2 separate regions of the Mus musculus genome follow, and region 1 is linked to region 2. Evidence: chromatin contacts called from public Hi-C data. All regions are on one chromosome and are shown on one strand. Each heading gives the region's core, a stretch centred on a gene start, on an enhancer-like site or on the middle of the called end of the contact. The rest is flanking DNA. Distances are from core to core; before and after follow the strand shown. Region 1 overlaps Pde4d (phosphodiesterase 4D, cAMP specific). Region 2 overlaps Pde4d (phosphodiesterase 4D, cAMP specific).

Region 1 (6,881 bases), core at 4,066-6,565, 200 kb before region 2:
TGTAAGGGAGAGAGCCCAGTTGCCTCCGATATGGCTTCCCTGTACTCGATTCCATGATTCATAAGCTGAAGGAAGACACAAAATCTTTCGGATTGCTCACGACATAGAGCAGCACAGCTCACTAGGAGGTGATTTCACTTTAGAATTTCTGTTTTCTCATGTCCCATTCCTTTGAGATTAGTGACCCATCAAAGAGTGGGGCAAAGGAAAAAAAAAAAAAGACGGCAGGAAGCAGGCAGATGAGCCCTGGGTCTTTATTAGCAGAATGCTCAGCAAGCCCCATTGATTTCTGAAGTCTCGACCTCATTTTTAAGAGTGGAAGTTTTTCGGAAGTAGAGAGGAAGTTAATGAAAGTATCAACTTGCCTTTCTCCCTGTCTCCCTAAATGACTAGCTGATTAGAGGCACAGGCCATTTGAGAGGTGGCTGCCAATGTGTGTGGGAGGGTGGGTAAGTTTTCTTTACTAGGAGACAGGTCTAGCATCCACATGGCCCTGTTCTCTCTGTCTCCTCTTTATAAACTATAGGGACAGGGGCAATGACATTCATAAAGTTCCATCCTATGAGTGAGAAGGGAGAAAGGATGAAGAGACAAAGGAAAACACAAGCATGAAGATGGGTGAGAAGGGCTGTCACATCCCGTCCAGCCAGCCATCCTTTCTATACCTTTGCTGCACACTTCTGGGCTCTGTTGGGACATAGGCATCTAAAGAGTGGAAGAGAACTAGAGGGAGCTAGGAAGGGAAAGTCTGAAAGCACAGATATAGTAAGGTATCAAGGCACTTTAAAATATTTGCCACTGGGCAAAACTGGACACGTAACACCTTTGTTGAAAACAAGAACACGGGACACGTGTTGGCACATGTTCTTCAGTTTCCACTGCTCTTTGAGGTTTGCTTGTGGGCATCATTTTGTGGTTTGTTTCAGAGCACTACCAGAGATGTACATTCTTAAATCTATAGCAACTAAGATTACAATTGGCCACAAGAATGCTTGCTCCAAATTCTAACCCCATACTGTACCTTATGTATAACCCTGTGGTTGGGACCTCACACACTAGTTATTTGCTGGGGGAGAGGACAGGATATCCTTTCCTCTTCCGAGGATTCCCCATCCTGCCCAGATATGATTGGCTCTGGTTGTGCTGGGGTTAGAAAGTGAGAAAGAGAAGAGATAAAAGGATAGATGGGGGTGATGGTGGTGCTGTTTGTTTGTTTATTTGTTTCCATTTCCTCATCAGTTGGTACCATCATGAGATGGCATCTCACAGTAAGAGCCTGGCAAATGTTGGGAAGTGTAACCGGTGATTCTGTGGACCAAGCAGCAGCAGCAGCAGCCCTGCTGGGCCTGTGGCTATAACTCCTGTCACTCAGGCTTGGTTCCCTGCTCCAAATGCTGCTGCTTCATCAGGTTCGCAACAAGCTCTTGGGTTTCTAGTGATCTGGTCCAACACACCCTTACTACTGGGAATCAAATGTTTTCCCCCAGATGTTCTTGAGGAGAAAGGTAAAAAGGAAAAGGTTCAGGGCTAGCTCTCTAACTTCCTTTCTATCTTTTGGACCTTGGATTTGGCTAGGCAAACCTATATTGTCTTAATAAGGAATCATTATGAGTAACCGTGCAATATGGTACAACAGCCAAGCAAAACTCAGGTGATTCTCTTTAGAATGAGCCCCTGAATACTTGTGTCATGAAACTTCACGACAGCTTCCTTATTTATCTGTCTTTATCCATCACACTGGGAGTTCTAAACTTCTAGTCAAATCATGTTCTCTGTCACAGGTCACAGTGAAATCCCACTGTAATACACTCAAGGAAGTTATATGGGAGAGAATGAGAGACTTACATTTTCTGCCCCTTTCTTTCCAAATAGATGGGTGAACTCACACACTCACTCACACACACAGCACCTTCAGCAGCAAACATTTACGTTAATTTTCAGAATTGCAACTGCTATTACTGAACAGCAACAACAGTTACAGTGCCGCGACACCTGTGACAACAAATGTAAACAAAAACAAACAAAAGCTGTGCGCAGTCGGTGTCTCCATCCTTATCATGGCTTGGCTCTCATTGGAGGTTGCAAGAGGACCCAAATGACTCCTCCTCTGTCACTGCATTGATGATACTCATGCCAAGGACCACATCCCATCTCAGACACATCAGAAGATGATTTGTGGGTTATCAGTCGTCCTGTGCAAACCTAACTGCTCTTTATGCTGATACAGAAGACCAAGTGGACCTCTACTTTACTGTTCCACAATATGATGTGGGTGTGCCTGACTACATCACTTTCAGAGAAACAGTGGGTGGCTAACCTCTGACAACAATATGTTTGCAGACCAGCACATTCAGAATGTCAACAGAATAATGAGTTAATGTAACAAGTCCTAGGTGGAATTAATTGTGAACTGTTGGCCTAAGCTATCATAACTAACTGTTCTTCATACTACAAGAAGGTGTGTCTTACAATCTTGGTACCCACAGGTCAAGTCGTAAGGAGTGTTCTTCCCAGGGAGACAAATGGGATGGGGAAGGAGGATGCTGCAGGAAAATTCGGTTTGTTTCCTCATTGTGTTAATGACACTCCATAATGAGGAATCATTAATCTTAACTCCTCCCCAGCCCATGTCATTGTCATTGGCTTGTGATGATTTCTTGTCAGTTCACAAACACAGACGCACTCAGTTTGCTGGGTGAACTGCCTTTCTCTTGCTGTGGGGTGACATGCTTCAGTGCGCTGATGCAGCCCCTCCCCATAAACACTTCAGGGATTTGTCATTGTCAAGATCAGTCCTGGGACAACTTTATCCCTTGGACCAACAGTCTCTCCCCACTCTCCATCTCCAGCATCCTCTAAGATTCACTTCTAGCTTCTCTATTACATCTCAGACCTCCAAATATAAATGAACTTATTTGTGTCAGAGGCTCACAGGGTGTCTGGAGAAAAAGAGGTTTGGCAAGAAGAACACAGATTCCTTGTTTTTGTTTGTGTTATTGGGGTTCATTTTGGCTCTGATTACTTTGTCCAAATTCCTTAATGTTTACTGAATAATGTTGATTTTTCTCTAGAAAATAAAATCATTTATTTGTCTTGGATCCATCTGAGGTTTGACTAGACAGCTTTAATTAATTAGGGCATATATGAGAGTAGAATTTGTTGTATCTGTTCTCCTTGAGTCTGTCACATATTTCCCACATAGCTTGCTGACCTAGATGGTGAGAATGGTGAAGCTGAGAAGGCAGTCTGCAGTGTGGAAATCTGAGGAGGCTGAGGAACGAAAGCACTACCCGCCACTGACGCAAGGTAAGTTGGCAGTGGCGGCTGGAAAGTCAGCCATAGGAGGCGAGTTTTTCATTACTCACCTTAAAGGGACCCTGTGGATTAACTCACACAAAACCAACAACCTGAGAGAAATGTGAGAGACGCTACAAATAGGCACCAGAGAAGGAGAGACAGAAGCAGCTAGTACGCAGTTAGAAGGTGAACCTCTGTAGAAACCCAAGAAATATAACTACAGTGAAGTCCAGGGACTGTCATAGTGTCGAGGGGGCAAATGTAGTATTCAATGATATGGAGAGGGTGGGGGATGGGCAGACCTGTGCAGTTCATAGGCACAAGAGCTGTGCATTTTTAATGTACAACATTTGAATATGTGTGGTGTGTATATACAGGTGTATGTGTGTATATATATATGTGTGTGTATGTATATGTATATATTATCTCTCAAATACAAACATTTATACAACATATGGATATTTATCCTAGCATTGTCTATAAATCTAAAACTCCTACATCTAATTCTCTGCTTATTATTATTATTATTAAACTTGAGTAGGACACAAAGGACCTTTTACCTACATCCCAGGGAATTCCAGACTCCAGGTATATAATAAAGTTGAAGACACTAAAGTGGTCACTGACTGACACGTGCTCAAAGTGTTTTTTTTTTTTTTTGTAAACAAAGATAATAATTATAAAATGTGAGTCTTATTTGATTTTTTCCAGAGGACAAAAATAAATTTATAATTGCCAAACAAAGGTTCATTCTTTTTTTCTATCTATTTATAATTTTTGGAATGGTTCTGTACAATAGTTTATTTTTGTACTTAACTTTTCAGCCCTTGTAAACTCTGCATGCATTTTAATAGGATTGCTATTCTTCAAGGCTTATTATAGAACGTAGAAATAACTCACAAATGTGACTTCATCTCTTATTTTATGCTTCACCCCCTCTCCCCAACCCAGATTCATACAATGATTTACTTTGCTGCCAAAGTCCTTCCAATATTTGAAAAACACAAGAAAGACCATCATCGTGAGGAAAGCCAAATCGGATTTGTCCCAGAAACATCTTCAAGCAAAGGTTTCAACTCCACAGTCTTGGGGCCCATTCTTCAGTGAGAATTGGATTTCTTGTGATATGAAGGATATGAAGGATATGAAGGATATGAAGGATATGAAGGATATGAAGGATATATATATATATATATATATATGAGAGAGAGAGGAGATAGGAGATATCATCTTAAGGACAAAGACATGCCTTTCACACAATCATCTAAGACTTCCTTTGGTCACGTCTTCCAGCAGTATTGGGAAATGTCCTCTTCTGTCACATTGGACAGTGGTGACACAGTGAGACTCATCTGTTACTGACATGTCTGCTCTGATTCAGTAATTAGCATCAGAGAGCAAAGCGAGGGGGGGGGTAGCATCTCCTGAGTACGGAGAGCAATACTATGTAAGATTGTTGCTACACCCGCTCTGCCTCGCCCACACCCACACAGAGTAAGAGTGCTGTAGTATTTTTAGAACCACACACTTAGAAAAAGTCCTTGTCTCAGAGTGAGTCCTAAATCAGCCCGTGTAAGCTCCCAATCTGTACATCTCCACTAACATCAGTTGAGCTGAGTTTCTCAAAAGGATACACTGCATTAATTGAGGGCACCCAATGAATAATTAGCATGAAGAACTAATTAACTTCTCTCTACTAGCACTTAGGAACAGGCAACTTAGAAAAGGGGAGAAGTGCAATCCAGCTCCCATGCCTTTGAGCTTCTCTTCTAGGGAGCGCTTTGTGCGCTAAGGCTCACACTGGTCATTTCCCTCGACAGCGGTAAGGCCAGTATTACTACCTCTCACTTAGTAAGAGAGAATAAGATCAAAGAATCTAGAGAAGTTGCCGCGGGGCCAAGACATAAAACGGGTGGAAGGAGATTGGATTCCAAACCTCCATTTACACATCGTGCTGGGGAGCCAGCACTGTCCTATGGACAAGAAACAGGCTGGGAGGGACCTGGGAGCCGGTACAGTGGAGCAGAGAATTAATTACGAGCCGTGTAGCTGGTCAGTGCCAGACAATATGATCAACACTTGACTTGCCTCTCTCACTTACTTACTTTGTCCCCCAACCCCCACCCAAAGCCCTGCAGGTTTATAAGTTTCGGGACGAGACAGACAGACACTGGATAATTAAACAGGTCTCTTGACGCTGCACGGCGGGGTAACCCAAAGATGAGTTCATAGTCGTTCATTATTCTTTGTTCACCTCTTTCACCCCTGCTTCTCTTTCTTCTTCCACATGTAAAATCAGTATGGGTCAAGCTGACCTCACTCAAGTTTATTTTATTGTATTTTTTTAAAAAAGACCAATATCTCACCCTACTTTTGGAATACCAACATACTATCTGGGGACACGGAGAGAGATTTGGCTAGCATTCTGCGCATGTCAGCAGTAAACATAGCTTTAGGTTTTGATCCCTGAACCTTTTTGGCTATTCTTTAAGCCTTCATCAAGTTCCTTCTCATTCCATCTGAAAATTAAAGTAGCTAGGCTACTTTAAAAGGGCTAATAAACAACTTTGGCAATGGCTTACATTTTATCTTGTCTACTTGGCTGGTGTTTGTGGGACTCTTCATCTAGCACTGTCCAGTGTCCAAGCCCCTCCCCCTCCACGTTATTATCGAGCTGCTGCAGTACAGCTTTGAGACACCTGATCACTTAGATCATTAAAAATCAATCCAATCACTGAATAGTTCTGTACATTTTACAGAAACAGCAAAGAGTACAATATTGGATTGCTATTAAGTGACCCTGGGTTTTCTTTTTTTCTTTTTCTTTTTCTTTTTTTTAGCTGCCAGGAAAGTCTTTTGGTCAAATTGACTAAACGAGCATACCAAGCAGGAGAGAGGAAAAGAGCAGCGAAATAGAGTGAGCTTGGACTGGGAGGGCAATGTTTATCTTGGGATAAAGTAAGCTACTGATGGAGGGAGGTGAGAGGAGGAGGTGGGAGAAGCCCAGCATACCTTTAGCGGTCAGAGTGCTAGAATTGAGTGTGCTGGAATTTAGAGTGTGAGAGATTCAAGACAGTTGAACACAGACAACCAAACTCAGGGACGATCATGAAAGAAGGAAAGAAGAGGGGGGATTTTTTTTTTTTTTTTTTTTTTTTTTGGTGAGACCCTAACAGACAACCTGTACATGATTTGCTTGACTCTGTCCCAGACACATTGCTGGGGTAAGAAGCAGCTGATTAAATAAATAAAAACTCCTTCAATGGTTGACCCAGCTAGGAGGACAGGCTTGTTTCTCACGAAGTGGGCTTTCTTAAAAGAGACGGGCTAGATCTACCCTTGTTCTTTCAAATTCTGGATGCAGAAAAGAAATTGTCTACACATTCCTTTCCTCCTTAATACTGTAGCCACAGATAGCCCCGCCTTCCAAAGAACTGCCTTTCCCTTCCAGAACTGCATGTTCGCCTAATATTTTTCAACGATTTCTTCATTAGTCTAGAAAGAATCCTGGCTTGTATAACCACAGAGTGCGGACAAGGATGGATTTTGCTGTGGGATTTCTGCCACTGTGCCACTATTTCTGA
Region 2 (6,777 bases), core at 2,031-4,530:
GCCCTACAGCAGGACTGCCGTGGGCAGAGAGATACACTGACCTGCCATGCTAAAGCTTACCATGGAGATGTTACCTATGGACAGACAGTAGATCCAACTTAAAAAGGCACAAACCAAAATTAAAGGCAAGCATTAAAACAAAAAAAAAAATTAAATGTGGGGTTGTTTCTTTTTTTCCTTCTATACCATACTTTCTGTTTATGTAATTTTCTTTCTCTCGCTCACAATGGAGCCTTCCGGTGTACGGAAGGCAGTAGAGTATCAGATATAAACATCAAACTTAATCATACATGTGTCTATGGCTAGAGAAGCTCCAAAGATCTCACGAGCAGTTATTCTTTCCTGATGCTTGCTTCAAGATAAGGCGTACCCTGCTTTGGGCACGTCACCACGGCATCAGATCACGTCTGCGTACGTTTCGCTGTGTCCTCTTGTCTTTGATGGTTCGGAATTGGTTTCCAGGATCAGGATGCCACTCCCTGGTCACTTGTTACCTGAGCTGTGGTCTGGACTACTGGAGGTAAAGCCCAGGATTTAGAGATGTAGGGGAAGTAGTGTCTGATAAGATCAACTAAGCTGCATGCTTCTGGAGAGTCAGACTCTGCGAGAGGAAGTGGGAGATCCCACTGGCCGTGAGGAAAAGATACCGATAATGAGAAACCGGAGAAACCGGATATGCTGCAACTATGATCGTGGCATGCTATAAGAGAGAATCGAAGGCAGCATGCTGAACGGGCTGGCTCTGCACTAAACAACCATATGACAAGTTACGGAGCAGGCCTTTAACAATCAAATAAATGTCCCTGGGGAGTTGTATCTAGTTTTACTGAAACCACTAACCCACCCATGAGTGAAACATTAGAGAGTCTCCCTATGGACCTTTTAGCAATATGAATTGGCTCTGTGAATACTTGAGGCTCCCTCCTTGACTTTAGAGACCGTATATCTGCGGAAGCACCCGGAGACACTCAGAGACCAGTCTGCTTACAATGCAGAAGCTCTTCTGGAAGCTTAGGAGGTAAAACAAACAAACACAACAACAACAAAACCAAACAGGATTTCAGCTCTCATGAGGACTAGGCTGTGCAGGCAGGCCCTGCCAGCCTCTAGACCCAAGAGAAACATGCATGTAGGCTACTTAGACCACCCAGCCTGTGGCGTTCTATTCTGCCAGCCGAGCTAACTAACATTTTTCATGGAACAGATTCTCAAGTCAGTACATACTCTTCCTTCGTAGGGGTTATTAGAGCCCAAAACTATACACAGACACATAGGCCTTTTCTCCACCCCTGATACTCGGAGCAGTGAATGCCTTCCTTTTTATAATTAGGTGGTCAATTATTATTTGTGACGTGATGAGCGAATGTTAACACTGCTTGAGTAGAATTTCCTGATGAAATGTGAGCCAGGTGATGAAATCCAGTTTGGCCAATCTCATTCTGTGCAGGAAAAGCAGGGAACCCGTATCCCAGAGTGTCTTCTAGGAAGACCCCTGGTACTGTTTAAAAAACACCAAGCGGGTTGTTGTTGTTGCTGTTGTTTTGGTTATTTTTGTTTTTTTTTTTTAGTATCTGTGCAGTTTGGGGAGTCAAAAAGTGACTGGAGCAGAAACACCATGAGAGAAGCTAAAAACCATTAAGTGAGAAGGAGTTGGGAGAGATTGTAATAACTCTGGGATGAAAAAAAAAAAAAACGGTCAAGCAACTTGCTGTTGAAACAGATGCTAGCTTGCTTGTAAAGAGCATGGGTGTCTAAATAGCATTCCATTGCGCAATGCTTGTGAATATAAAGAGCTCCTCGGACCATCAAAAAGCCCGATAACGCATAACTGCCACGTCCAGTGCAAACAAGATTTTGTGGGGGAGGAGACAAGAAGGGAACTTGGCTGGTGGCTGGGAAATTTGAGTGAGGGCATTGAATCCACCATGGGATTCTCTGGTGTGGAAAAGACAGATCTAGACAGTGACCCTTCGCTAAGCAAAGCTGAACTAATCTTGCTTAAACCAACTGGAGCCTCCGGTGGTCAGGAGGCAGCTGTGTCTCTGGGCGGCGGAAGGGGGGTTGGGGTGGGGCAGGGCAGGGCAGGGCAGGGTGGGGCAGGAGGGGGTGTAGCAGCTCTCAATAGCTGTGGAGTGACCATGGGGCTTCTTCTCACAGTGAGGGTAATGGGGATCTTCGCCAACTGTTACTAGACGCCAGGAAATAAAATTTCCACAGCCCACAAACAATAAAAACCTCAACTAGTTTTAATGTGGTAGCAGCCAGAAACCAAGCTTCCTGTTGTTGTTCAAGGCCCCAAAGTTCACATTTACCCCCAGGTGAGTCCGTCCTGTCTCCACTGCTGCCCTCCTCCTTTTAGGCAGCGAAACAGATCAACAGGTAACTCTGGACTATGTGTCTATCTGGGAGAGTTATCAATTGCAGAGTTACTGAAAATGACTTTATGAGAGTCCGTATGCAAATACGTGTGTTCAGCCATAAGTGAACTTCAAGGAAGTACGGACAGATGATAAAACTGAACAGGAAGAATTCTCAGAATGTGTCAAAGGATTTGCTCTACCTCAGGGTAAAATCGAAAAGGGCATCTCATTCCTTTTTTTCTTTTTTTTCTTGGTTGTGTGAAGTAGGAGAACCTGAAATGCAGGTTTCGATATTAAAATTAGTTAAGGAAATTGGTGACTTCGGGAGACTCAACAGTGGAAAGGGAAAATGAAGAGGAAATAATTACAGTTGACGTTAATTGGATGACTCATGACAAATAGAGAGAGCCCTTGGAACACAGTGCGCAAACAGCCAGTGCGGGTTAACTGCCGCTCACTGGGTTTGGTTTTGCTAGGGGGAAAAAAAATCACAAGGCTTCAGCACAGAAGAGGAAAAACTTTTTTTTTTTTTCCGATTGTCCAGAGAGACCACACATGTATTTGGCAACGGTGCATCAATGTCCGGCAACTCTAGCTAAGATGGTGAATGATTGCAGAGCTCGGGGGAATTCTGGGATTTACTTGGGGTGACAGCAGATCCCGAAGCTCATCGTCCCTGTTCTTCGCCTGACATATTATCCTTGTACTCTTATCTTTTTGACCCTTGTAAGTACAGACCTCAACCCTCTTCAAAGAGTCATCACTTAAAGGTACAGTGGAGACAAATAAAATTGTTCAATAAATAGTATCCGAAAGTAAGGTCTACGAAGAAGAAAATTTAAGGATTCAAGACTGAAGACTCTTGAACCACACGGAGTCCTTGCCCTTTGCCTCACCCATCTGAGGAAAAGGGCGTCAGGAACACACAAAATGTTTCTGGTTAGAATCAAAGCTCCTATCATGGAGCAGAGGTGACAATACTAACTAAAGACTACCATCTAGTGGCCATTTCGAAGAACTACATGAATTAACAAAGAAGGCCAACAATTCATGAAAACCTGTATTAGTGTTCTCCACTTTGTATCAAGGGAAACAATCGCTTAGAGATACCTAAATATGTGGTAAGTGTTTTTTATTATTAGAATCTAGTTGAAAGCCCATACTAGGTCACAAGACGGCTCAGATGCAGGCCCACAGTGTTGTCTTCATCAATCTGTTTATAACACTAGTGTAGGAATCTACTTACAATACAATATTGTTGCAATCTAAAACACCCTGTATGGAAAGGACAGAAATACAATAAATATGAGTTGTATTGTTATATATGTATTCAGTAATGTAAATGGAGAATTATGACTCTCTCTATTCGGTTGTTGACTCCCCCCTGATTTTCCCTGGACTACCGATTCACAGACTCCCAGAAGCACCGACTCCAATAGCCCCAGAGTCTGAATGACTACCTGGATTCATGAACTCTGCCTGTTTGAGCTTCAACTATTAACTTAACCCTAAAGTGAAGTCTTAGGTTCTCCAGTTCTCCCCATTACCAGAGACAGCTGCTTCGTCTCCTGAAATGCCAGCCTCACCCATGAGACAGGATGGTGAAGGTTAGAGTGAGAAGATTTAGTCAGATTAGGTGCCTGGTCTCCAGGGTGCTTTCAATTCTGACAAAATAGATATTGTTGCCATCAGTGACCCCTTCATTGATCTCAGCTACGTGCTTCAGCATCCTACCCACAGCAAGTTCTATGACACAGTCAAAGCTGGGAACAGACAGCTTTAAAAAGGGGGGGACCTCTAATGACTTCTTTTGTGATTGGGTTACCTCACTAAGGATGATGGAGTATTACTCAGCTATTAAAAACAATGAATTTATGAAATTCTTGGACAAATGGATGTATCTGGAGGATATCATCCTGAATGAGGTAACCCAATCACAAAAGAAGTCATTAGATGGGTATCATCGGGAGCCATCTTGGATCCGGGACTCCGCCGAAAGTAGTCTGCACAGGTGAGAGTGTGCACTACAGAAGCTAACAGCTTCTGGGACAGGCAGGAGCCACAGAGCTTCTGAGGCAGTCCCCTTTTCGGCTCCAGACATCTGGCCACCTTCCCGGCCAGAGGACAGGTGTCTGCCTGGCCCGGGAGAACTTTGTCTCAGCATCGGCGGGAGCCATCTTGGATCCGGGACTCCACCAAAAGTAGTCTGCACAGGTGAGAGTGTGGACTACAGAAGCTAACAGCTTCTGTGACAGGCCAAAGCAACACAGTTTCTGGGAAAGGTCCTGTTTTGGGCCTTCATCTTTGGCCAGAAGGGAGGTCCGAATGCCAGATATCTGTGCACCTTCCCCGTAAGAGGAGATTGCCTGCAGAGTGTGCTCTGACCACTGAAACTCAGAGGAGAGAGCTAGTCTCCCAGGTCTGCTGATAGAGGGTAACAAAATCACCAGAGGAACAATCTCTAAACAGAGACAACTATAACAACTAACTCCAGAGATTACCAGATAGCGAAAGGTAAACATAAGAATCTTATTAACAGAAACCAAGACCACTCACCATCATCAGAACCCAGCACTCCCACTTTGCCCAGTCCAGGGCACCCCAACATACCTGAAAACCTAGACCCGGATTTAAAAGCATATCTCATGATGATGGTAGAGGACATCAAGGAGGACTTTAATAACTCACTTAAAGAAATACAGGAGAACACTGCTAAACAGGTAGAAGACCTTAAAGAAGAAGCACAAAAATCCCTTAAAGAATTGCATGAAAACACAACCAAACAGGTGATGGAATTGAATAAAACCATCCAAGACCTAAAAAGGGAAGTAGACACAATAAAGAAAACTCAAAGTGAGGCAATGCTGGAGACAGAAACCCTAGGAAAGAAATCTGGAACCATAGATGTGAGCATCAGCAACAGAATACAAGAGATGGAAGAGAGACTCTCAGGTACAGAAAATTCCATAGAGAACATCGGCACAACAATCAAAGAAAATGGAAAATGCAAAAAGATTATAACTCAAAACATCCAGGAAGTCCAGGACACAATGAGAAGACCCCAAACCTATGGATAATAGGAGTAGATGAGAATGAAGATTTTCAACACAAAGGACCGGCAAATATCTTCAACAAAATTATAAAAGAAAACTTCCCAAACCTAAAGAAAGAGATGCCCTTGAACATACAAGAAGCCTACAGAACTCCAAATAGACTGAACCAGAAAAGAAATTCCTCCCGACCCATAATAATCAGAACAACAAATGCACTAAATAAAGATAGTATATTAAAAGCAGTAAGGGAAAAAGGTCAAGTAAGCCTATCAGAATTATACCAGATTTTTCACCAGAGACTATGAAAGCCAGAAGAGCCTGGACAGATGTTATACAGACACTAAGAGAACACAAATGCCAGCCCAGGCTACTATACCCAGCCAAACTCTCAATTACCATAGATGGAGAAACAAAAGTATTCCACGGCAAAATCAAATTCACACATTATCTTTGCACAAATCCAGCCCTTCAAAGGATAATAACAGAAAAAAACCAATACAAGGATGGAAACCACGTCCTAGAAAAAGAAAGAAGGTAATTCCCTCAACAAACCTAAAAGAAGACAGCCACAAGAACAGAATGCCAACTTTAACAACAAAAATAATAGGAAGCAACAATTACTTTTCCTAAATATCTCTTAATATCAATGGACTCAACTCCCCAATAAAAAGACATAGACTAACAGACAGGCTACACAAACAGGACCCAACATTTTGCTGCTTACAGGAAACTCATCTCAGAGAAAAATATAGACACTACCCCAGAATGAAAGGCTGGAAAACAATTTTCCAAGCAAATGGTCTGAAGAAACAAGCTGGAGTAGCCATTCTAATATCTAATAAAATCGACTTCCAACCCAAAGTCATTAAAAAAGACAAGGAGGGGCACTTCATACTCATCAAAGGTAAAGTCCTCCAAGAGGAACTATCAATTCTGAATATCCATGCTCCAAATTACAAGGGCAGCCACATTCATTAAAGAAACTTTAGTAAAGCTCAAAGCACACATTGCACCTCACACAATAATAGTGGGAGACTTCAACACACCACTTTCACCAATGGACAGATCATGGAAACAGAAACTAAACAGGGACACAGTGAAACTAACAGAAGTTATGAAACAAATGGATCTAACAGATATCTACAGAACATTTTATCCTAAAACAAAAGGATATACCTTCTTCTCAGCACCTCATGGTACCTTCTCCAAAATTGACCACATAATTGGTCACAAAACAAGCCTAAACAGATACAAAAATATTGAAATTGTCCCATACATCTTATCAGCGCACCATGGACTAAGGCTGATCTTCAATAACAAAATAAATAATAGAAAGCCAACATTCACGTGGAAACTGAACAACA

What was found. A called contact is a pair of places that touch in the nucleus more often than the background predicts.
Region 1: a contact with region 2 is called in a Hi-C map of uterus, with 3 times the contacts expected there. The contact joins two enhancer-like sites. A contact is called at or near these places in 11 of 484 Hi-C or Micro-C datasets (Sertoli cells, bone marrow-derived DN2 thymocytes, cerebellar granule neurons and 7 more) and 3 of 115 datasets of contacts at active chromatin or transcription factors (the HPC-7 cell line, acute myeloid leukemia and forebrain).

What each region holds. Positions count from the first base shown.
Region 1 is chr13:109,424,170-109,431,050 of GRCm38.p6, reverse strand. The region is part of intron 3 of Pde4d (phosphodiesterase 4D, cAMP specific); the gene reads right to left. It overlaps Gm32703 (a long non-coding RNA gene), which reads left to right. Exons shown (of 3, transcript XR_003950566.1): 2 at 3,203-3,306; 3 at 4,249-5,885. Among named protein-coding and RNA genes, the nearest start is that of Gm32703, 13 kb to the left of the region's middle. Within about 2 kb of position 5,315, at least 7 of the 459 cell types and tissues checked have an H3K27ac peak or open chromatin away from gene starts, as enhancers often do. A contact at or near this core is called in uterus, where this site is marked.
Region 2 is chr13:109,225,939-109,232,715 of GRCm38.p6, reverse strand. All of the region lies in intron 3 of Pde4d (phosphodiesterase 4D, cAMP specific), which reads right to left. Among named protein-coding and RNA genes, the nearest start is that of Mir582, 95 kb to the left of the region's middle. Within about 2 kb of position 3,280, at least 151 of the 459 cell types and tissues checked have an H3K27ac peak or open chromatin away from gene starts, as enhancers often do. A contact at or near this core is called in uterus, where this site is marked.